Regions from separate parts of the Mus musculus genome. Here all the other regions are linked to region 1. Evidence: chromatin contacts called from public ChIA-PET and promoter capture Hi-C data. All regions are on one chromosome and are shown on one strand. The core of a region is the stretch at or near the end of the contact, and the rest is flanking DNA. Distances in the headings are between cores, read along the strand shown.

Evidence for each region. Promoter capture Hi-C pulls out the DNA fragments that hold promoters and counts their contacts. ChIA-PET counts read pairs in DNA pulled down with a chosen protein or histone mark.
Region 2: a promoter capture Hi-C map of pre-B cells shows a contact between it and region 1, with 3 times the contacts expected there. The contact joins the promoter of Vps33a here to the promoter of A930024E05Rik in region 1. A contact is called at or near these places in 3 of 39 promoter capture datasets (hippocampal neurons, liver and pre-B cells) and 1 of 115 datasets of contacts at active chromatin or transcription factors (memory CD8 T cells).
Region 3: an RNA polymerase II ChIA-PET map of memory CD8 T cells shows a contact between it and region 1, with 23 read pairs. The contact joins the promoter of Diablo here to the promoter of A930024E05Rik in region 1. A contact is called at or near these places in 4 of 39 promoter capture datasets (hippocampal neurons, liver and pre-B cells) and 2 of 115 datasets of contacts at active chromatin or transcription factors (memory CD8 T cells and microglia).

What each region holds. Positions count from the first base shown.
Region 1 is chr5:122,987,940-122,990,732 of GRCm38.p6, forward strand. It overlaps A930024E05Rik (RIKEN cDNA A930024E05 gene), which reads left to right and starts at 1,415. Exons shown (of 3, transcript NR_045820.1): 1 at 1,415-2,152. Kdm2b (lysine (K)-specific demethylase 2B) reads right to left here and starts at 1,160. Exons shown (of 23, transcript NM_001003953.2): 1 at 929-1,160. The coding sequence starts at 961.
Region 2 is chr5:123,571,613-123,574,405 of GRCm38.p6, forward strand. It overlaps Vps33a (VPS33A CORVET/HOPS core subunit), which reads right to left and starts at 1,403. Exons shown (of 13, transcript NM_029929.3): 1 at 1,268-1,403. The coding sequence starts at 1,369.
Region 3 is chr5:123,522,820-123,525,612 of GRCm38.p6, forward strand. Diablo (diablo, IAP-binding mitochondrial protein) reads right to left here and starts at 1,345. Exons shown (of 6, transcript NM_023232.3): 1 at 1,252-1,345; 2 at 436-562. The coding sequence starts at 1,301.

The DNA of each region.
Region 1 (2,793 bases), core at 165-2,664:
TTTGCGCAAATGCCAAAGATGCTGGAAAGCAGAAAAAGGGGCTCACACCCCCAAGGCCCGACTGCCCTTAAACGAAGCAATCCCTTCTTGCATCTTTGGAAGCTATGGAAATGGTATTTGGGGGCTTTCCTCTGCCCCCACGCCAAGTGATGTGCTAAGCTTTGCCCACTCGACTGGGAGCCTGGTTATGTAACCCCTGAAGGGGGCTCCGGGTATGAGCTGGCGGGGCAGATGTAGGCCCCGAGAGAAGCCGCTGCAGCAACCGGCTCCGCGGTAACAGCAGCCCTGGCGGCCACGGCGGCCAACCCGGGAAGCCGGAACCCAGGGCCGGCGGCATTACTAAGGCTGGAGCTGCTCCCGAGCTACAGAAAAGCTGGAAAGCTGAAACGGAAGGGTTGAGACCCTAACGGCCCCCGCCGACCGACCGCTAGTGCAAGAAGAGGAGGGGAGGGGAGGAGGTTAAGAATGTGGGGGGAGAGAGGCAGCCAGCCCACCACAAAGCTTCTATCAGAGACCCCAAAACGCACCAGCAGCTGCCTCATCTCCCCACGAGCGCGCGCGCACACTCACTTCCTAAGGAGACTCCCCCACCACTCCCCGCATCCTTCTTCCTCCTCCCTCCGCCGCTCAGCACCGAGCCCCGCAGCCCCCCAGATCCCAGGCGAACCCCGAGCCCGCTCAGTCCCTTCCACGCCTTTCGGCGTTGCCTCCTCCCCACTTAAGTGTCTGAGACCCTGAGCCTCACAAGAGACTGGAGGAGTAAGCTGCTTGCTTCCTTTTGCATGCAATTTATTATTTTTTTCCGGTCCTCTTGCAAAATACAGAAAAGGAAAGAAAAGGCAGCAAGAAACAACCAAAAAAATAAATAGATAGATAAATCGATCATATACCAGATACAGATTTGGGGGAGAAAAAAAAAGCTACACACCAATCTTCTTCCAGAGTCTTTCTCTGCCTCCATTTTTTTAGGAGAGTTCACCAATTAATTGTCAACACTCCTGCCCCCTGCATTTTGGCGGAGGGGGAAAGGAGGGAAGACCAAAGAAAAGAAAGCAAAAAAATAAATAAATAGAGCAAGCCAGAGCCGATATCTACAAAGTTTTGCACCAACACTTAAGCAGATCCGTTTGCAAAGTCCTAGGAAACCATTTTCAGCAGTTGTGGGGGGGGAGGCGTCGACGTCATAATCCCCGGAACGTAAACATTGTTGCCGATCGCGCTCGGAGCTTGCGGCTAGGCTAGTTGGGGAAAGGGGGGGCTCGGGTTGGGGGTGTCGGGGACCGCAGCCGTAGGAGGTGTGGGGCCAGAAGGGAGCCTGGGACGCACCGGGCGCTGTTAGCGCCTTGGCATCGCTGTTTTGTTGTTGGGTCACGAGTGCGCCTCTGCACGCAGGCGCCGCCGCCGCCCGGGAGCTGACTTTTGGAGGGCTGAGTTGCAGGCGGCGGGCGCATCCCAGAGATGGCGGGGCAGGGAGGGAGGGAAAGAGAGGAGGGGGTGGGGAGGGAGGTGCAGATTTGCACGGATGGCCTCAGCGGGAGGCGCGGAAATGCTAGCCAAGCCTGCTGGCGTGAAAGCCCCCGGGGCCTGGCACCCCCCAAAACGACCCCCCACCTCTGCCCCTGCCCCCTCTTGCTTGGGTTACGCAGGGCTGTCCCTCTCTTCCTTCACCCACCTTTCCTCATTACCTATGCTGGCGACCTAAATTCAAAGTATTTTGTATGTGTGATTTCTTTTTCTGTTTTGCTTTTCTACTGCATGCCTGGGGGGAGGGGCCAGCCTGTCCAGACCCTTATCCATTTGCGAACCTGCCATATGGAGGAGGCATCTGAGGGGCTCAGAAAGAAATTACCTCAGCACTGTATCTGTACAGACTGCATAACTTTTAAACTCCCGGGGCTGAAATAATAATATGGAGACACACGCACAGGTACAGGAAATACAGCCAGTCCACAGCCTTTTCAGACTGCAGCTGACCGGAAGAAAGCCTTTGGTTCATTCATTCGGATAGCCTCGGTAGTACAGCCCTGAAATAGAAGTTGGGCTTTTAAAGAGAAAGGAAAAAAAGTCTCTACACTCGCTGAGAAGAGATAAATCGATACACAGGAGGGAATAGAGAATCGGATTCAGCGTCTCTAATGCAGGCAGGCAAAAGGTAAGCCTCTCTCGTGTGGCAGTTTAAGAGAAAAGTGGTGGTTGTTTGTGGCTTTCTGGGGTACAGCAACCTTGATTGATCCATATTGTTTCTCAGCGGAGAAGGGGGGCAGCCTTTGTGAATATTCCTGGAGTAGCAGATCCCCAATGTTCCTCCGTCTTTTAAGTAGTGCTTGTGACTGCTTCCAGAATTGACTGACCCTCAGTGGTCCTGGAATTCCTTTAAGTTGAGAGAAATGCTGGCCCTAAACTTTGTTTCCCTCCGGGCCTCTTCCTTTCTTGCAAGGGCCTAATGACAGCATCACAAGGATGTTCTGAGAGACCTCCCAGGTGACGCTAGCTTGGCGTACAAGCTAAAGCAGGTCATTTTGCACCCTGGAGAAACCCAGATTCAAGAAATTATGAGTTTAGGTGACTGCTGTTTTTATCTTGTCCCAATGTCAAGAGCACTGGTTCAGACAGATACGGGGAGGAAGTGGCCTTGCCACCTGAAATCAGCTGTGAACCACACATCGTCACCCTCCCTTACGTCAGAATTTCCTGCCTTATCGGTCTGTACTTTTTTTCCACCTGTCCCCAAATCTGCTCTTTGAATTTTTTTTTAAAAATTCCATCCATGCACGTTATCGGTAGAAATCTACG
Region 2 (2,793 bases), core at 153-2,652, 580 kb after region 1:
TATAATTTTATAAGGTTTAATATTTTCCCTGCCCCACCCCCACTTTAATTATGTCTAGTTGTATGTGTCTGTGCCTGGGTATGTGCAGGTGGGTGCGGTTCCCCTCAGAGGCCAGATCCATCAAATTTCCAAGGATCTGGGGTTACAAGTGGTTGTCTGTAGGTGCCAGCAACTGATCTGGGCTCCTCTGGAAGAGCTACACTCCCTCTTCACCTCTAAGCCACCTTTCCAGAATATTCTTCTAAAAGTTAGAGTTAGGATTTTTAAAGGCTCTGGTCACATTATAGCCTAAGGGTCGAAAAGAACCTTCCACAAAGGGGGAAATTTCATGATACTGGCATCAAAGATCCCTGCTTCCTCCAGGAGAAACACTTTGTAAACCTGGTCCACACAATCTATTATATCTGATTTCGACATCATTTTCAGTTTAATACTGCCCCCTGTGATTTAATAATCTGCCTTTTTGACTCAATGACTTAGTTGGAGCTATGTTTACAAAACTGATTCTTTTTGGGTGGGTGGGGGTAGGGAGTGTTCTTGGTTTTTTCAAGACAGGGTTTCTCTGTGTAGCCCTGGCTGTCCTGGAACTCACTCTGTAGACCAGGCTGGCCTCGAACTCAGAGATCCGTCTGCCTCTGCTTCCCAAGTGCTGGGGCTAAAGGCGTGCGCCACCACTGCCGGGCCCAAAACTGATTCTTTGAGCATCTGTTTTGTTTTTTTCTTCAGATTAGAACTTCCCATTCCCTGTAGAGGGATGGGGTATGATTAATAAATCTCAGAATAGAGGGAAAAAATGCTTAAAAGAAAACCTCACAGCATGGCTCATGCCTGTAGTGCCAGAGGCGAGAGAAAGGAGGAGTGCCGGCAGGAACAGTCTATATAGCCAGGAATAGGCTCAAAAATAAAATGGAGAGCCGATCCCAGCACTCAGAGGCAGTGACAGGTGGATCTCAGTGAGTTCGAGGGCTACACAGCGTTACCCTGTCTCAAACACTGAGAGGAAAACAGGAAGAAAGGAAATTCTATGAAGTCCCCGATCTAGACAAAAAACGATCCATGTTGAAGTTACGAAGTGACAGCTTGTCTTTCACAAGCTGTGTGCCGAGGGCTGTGGGCGTGCGTGCTTCCAGGCTGGAAAGGACAACTGTCTCGCAGGTCGGGGAGCTCCCGGCCAGGGGCTGTCACTGAGCGGGCGACCTGATCGCCCCCACGGCCTCGCACAGTCCCGCCCGGCCAAGCTTGGTGGCGCCGGGGCCCTGTCCCTCACCTTGCTCCCAGCGCACTTGTCCAGGAACTCGCGCAGCTCCCGACGCACCGCCTCGCGCAGCACGTTCAGGTTCACTCGCCCGTACGACAGGTGCGCCGCCATCTTGCCCGGGCACCCGCATTTCCCCAGACGCCGCCTGCGTCACGTGACGGGACGTTCACGTGATCCGAGTCGCTGAGGCACATTGAACGCGAAAGGCGGAGTCCTGCTGACAGTGATGCTCCTTCAAGGTCCTAGTGCGCATGCGAGGAGGAGTCCCCTCCCCGCCCCTTTCTAAAGTATTTCCCTACCATGCCTAAGAATGGTGAGCAGTGAAAATTGACTTTGTTTGTTTGTTTTCGAGACAGGGTTTCTCTGTGTAGCCCTGGCTGTCCTGGAACTCACTCTGTAGAACAGGCTGGCCTCGAACTCAGAAATCCGCCTGCCTCTGCCTCCTAAGTGCTGGGATTAAAGACGTGAGCCACCATCCCCAGGTCTTAAGGATGGAATTTAGATGTTATTTGTCGCGTTTAAAAGCACCATCCTTGTGTCTTCACAGCTAGAATACTGGTGTAAAATGGCGATCGAGGCCAAACTACAAAATGCACCTTACTACACCCAGTAAGTGGTTCAATCGCAGAGCAAGCTTATCTCTCCAAGTTCAAGGCCAGCCTGGTAAACATAGCGAGCTCCAGGACAACCAGGGCTACACAGTGAGACCTGTCTCCACATAAACAAACAATAAATGGACTGGAGAGATGGTTCACCAGTTAAGAGCACCTGCTGCTCTCCCATAGACCAGGTTCCCAGGATCCACAGTATAGCTCGTGACCATCTGTAACTCCGGTTCCAGGGTGTTGTGTTTTATAAAACAAGAAAAGGAAGCCAGGGATATGCTTGATAGAGTGAGGTATGGTGAGGTGGAAGGTGGTGCCTCTGCGAGCTTATGCTGAGACATCCCTTCCCCATGAGGTAACAGCCATATGACGGATATAGTATGGAATAGAGTTTATTTAGGGCATGGGGAGATGGGGAGGGGAGTTGAGGAAGGAGGTGGGGAGGGGAGAGGAGGGAAAGGGGAAGGGAAAGAGAGAGGGGGAGAGGGAGAAAATAGAGGCGTAGAGGCCGGCCAGGAACACGTGGAGACAGACAGGAAAGGGGAAAGGAGAGAGAAGGGAGAGGGAAGAGAGAAGGTAAGAGAGTGGGGGGGGGGGGGCCGCAAGCAGCCTCTTTTATATTGAGTCAGGCACACATGGCTGTTGCCAGGTAACTGCGCAGCAGAGCCTGGAAGAAATGCTAACACGGGATCTAGTGCCCCTTTCTCACCTAGGAGAGCAAGGCACACAGCACTGATAGATACTTTCAGGCAAACACAGTTTAAAAAATAAGAGAGAGAGATGGCTTAGTGGGAACACGCTGTTCTTCCAGAGAACCAGAGTTGGGGTTCCAGCTCAAAACTGCCTGTAACTCCAGCATTCCAGTTCCACATCCTCTATGCCCACTTCTGATCTCCATGGACTCACGGCAAGTTAATGATACTGAAGTTG
Region 3 (2,793 bases), core at 95-2,594, 530 kb after region 1:
ACACATGGCTATTCCTCCCGTTTCTGCCTACCCTCCCCACTTCAGTTCTTTTACAATGCATTTTTAACCTCAGGACCCTCAAAGGTTAAGCAGCACATGTGCAAAATTTAGCCCCTTCGATTTTGGTACAAGAATAACGGTCTACTTCCCAGTTCAACTGATGCTCAGTTTCAGGGGTGGTGGAGTGGGGGCAGAATCTGTTAAGAACACTGTTTCTATAACATGAGAAAATGGGAAACGTGCTCCACTCGGAAGATGCGGGTTTAGTACAGTACATGGCATCATGGAAGGGGGTACCTATGAAAGTGTGGCAGCTTGTCCAATGCTCAGGAGTTCACTAAGACTTGGAAATAGTCTCTGGGGCAAGTCAGGGTCCGGGCGTTCTTTCCCTGGCCCCTTTACCCTATATATAATAGTCACATGACAGTCCCTTACCTGAGCAATAGGAACCGCACACAGTGTCATGCCAAATCCAGTCAACACAGTTTTGTGCCATGGTTTTATCAATTCTGAGAAACAGCGTTTCTTAGAGTTAGCCAAGACAGGAAAACGCTGTCTGTACCTGGAAACATAAGTCAAAATTTAAAAAGCCCAAAATCAATCTGTAAAAGGCTCTGTGGTCTGCAGGAGTTTTGGACCAAGCAGTAAATGAGACTAAATGAGGAAGTGCCCGCAATCTTCTAAGAAAATAAACCACAGGACGGCCAGTTAAGTCTCGGCACTCGGGAGTCAGGGGCATGCGATCTGAGTTCCACGAGCGACAGGTCAATGCGCGTGGAAGCGTCCCGCCAGGCGGAGAAGTTTCAAAGTCGCCGCAGCCGATTAGCAACTTGACGCCAACGTAAAACTCTCCGGAGTGCGCAGGATTCAGCTTTAGACCCCGGGACCTGGGTTCCAGGTGTCGCCAATGGTCGCCTCCAGCAAATCCCGGGAGCGAGCCGCTGTCGCCGGTGGCCGAGTTTACGGGGACCCGTGCTCTCTCTAACAATGCGCTGCCAGCCAACGCCGTGGCCCGGCTGTCCCTCAGTGTCCCTGGGGACCCCCCAAAGCCAGCCCCCGGGATGCGTGGGAGGAGAACCACTTTCAGGCGCCCGTCCCTGATGGAGGACGAGGGACGAAGGCGGGGGCCCGCCTCTAACTTCAGAAGAAGGCGGGACGCGGCAGCACCACGGCCCGGGGCCGACGCACTGGCCGGCACGGCGCTCCCGGTTCCTCTCCGCCGCCGCCCGCCCTCTGCTACCGCGGCCGTACCTGAACAGAGAGCAGACGCTCCGAGTCACCCAACTTCTCAGAGCCGCCATCCCGCGGCGGACCGACGCCGGACGCACGCGCCGGAAGTGACGCAGCATAGCAAGCAGAAGCGCAAGCGAGGCGGGGCCCAAGGAGCCCGGAGCTTCATGGTCACGCCCCCAGAGGAGGACGCGGTTGCGATTGGACAAACGGAGTGGGCGGGGCCGGGACACCAGGAAACCGCTCTAACGGTCGCACCTGGCTTCCAACCGCTCCGACTTCGTCGCCGGTCCCCGCAGGCTCCAGTGCACGGGTGCTGAAGCCGGGTCGCGCGCCGTGACGCGGGCAGCGGGCTGGGGGGCGAGGCGAGGCGGGGCCGCTCCTGGAAAGGGAGACTGTGTGGCCAGGGAGGGGAAGCTCGGAGCCACGGCGAGGCGCGGTGGGGCGGGGCGGAGCAGGGCGGGGCCGGGGCGCTGTCACTTCAGCACCAAGAAGTAGGTGGTCCAGCCGGCCAGCAGGAGCGCCCCGATGAGCACAGTGTAGCTGAGGAGCACGAAGGCGAGCAGCTCCCGCAGCAACTGCAGCACGTGGATGGTGGACGAGGTCTGCATCGCCCTGCAGAGACCGGGAGCCTGAGCACGCACAGGCTGCACGCAATGAACAGTACTCTTCCAAGGCCAAGGAAGCCCAAAGTGCTATTCTCCCCTACACTGAAAGTCTAAAGCAGTAGTTGCCCCCCACTCTCACTGGCACTTGAACTCAGACAAGGGAAGGAGCCTGGTCTTTTCCAGTCCTGACTCTGTATTAGGCTCCAACCGCCCTCTCTTCCCACCATCTCTTGCATTTTTAATGGAGCTGGTGCCGCTAATGGGCTAGTGGAAGACAGTTTTATTTTCCCTTCACTCAAGCCGCAGCCCTGTCTATGGCCCTGTCTCATAGTGGAGGGGAAGCAGCAGGACATTGCTCATTCCCTCCGTCATTCCCCTGGCCTTGTCGATGATAGATTTTAAGGATTTTTTCTTGTGTGTGCCCCCAGTATGCTTGCCTAATAGCCAGTCAGGATTAAAATTGAAGGGTGTCAAGTGATGGGTACTAACTCGATTTCACTCATATCTTTCTTGATATGCTTTATGCATCTGCCCTTAGCTAATTTCACCTCAGATGCTAAGAGTCACAAGCTAGCTCAAATTCATTGCTGCCTTGCCTAGCAGTTACCATCAATGGCAGCCTCTAGTTTCCCACTCTTCCCAATTTACTTACTTGGCAAAGTTTCCACGACTCTTCCACCTCCACAGCTTCCACAGCCGCTCTCAGGTATGGTGAAAGTAGACTTGTACGCACTCCAGAGATCTGGGCAGAGCTGAGAGGTCTTCAGGCAGCTGGAGCACTCAACAACTAGGTGTGGTCTAGCGACCAATTACAATCTCTGTGTGGTTTCTGAGCTCCCAGGGAGCTGCGCACAGGCAATGCCAGACCAGGCGGGGCATTAACAGCCCTGCCCGCCCTCTGCCTGCATTACCTCCACAGCCTACAGGATGAGGCATCAGCAGTTTCCAGGACTTC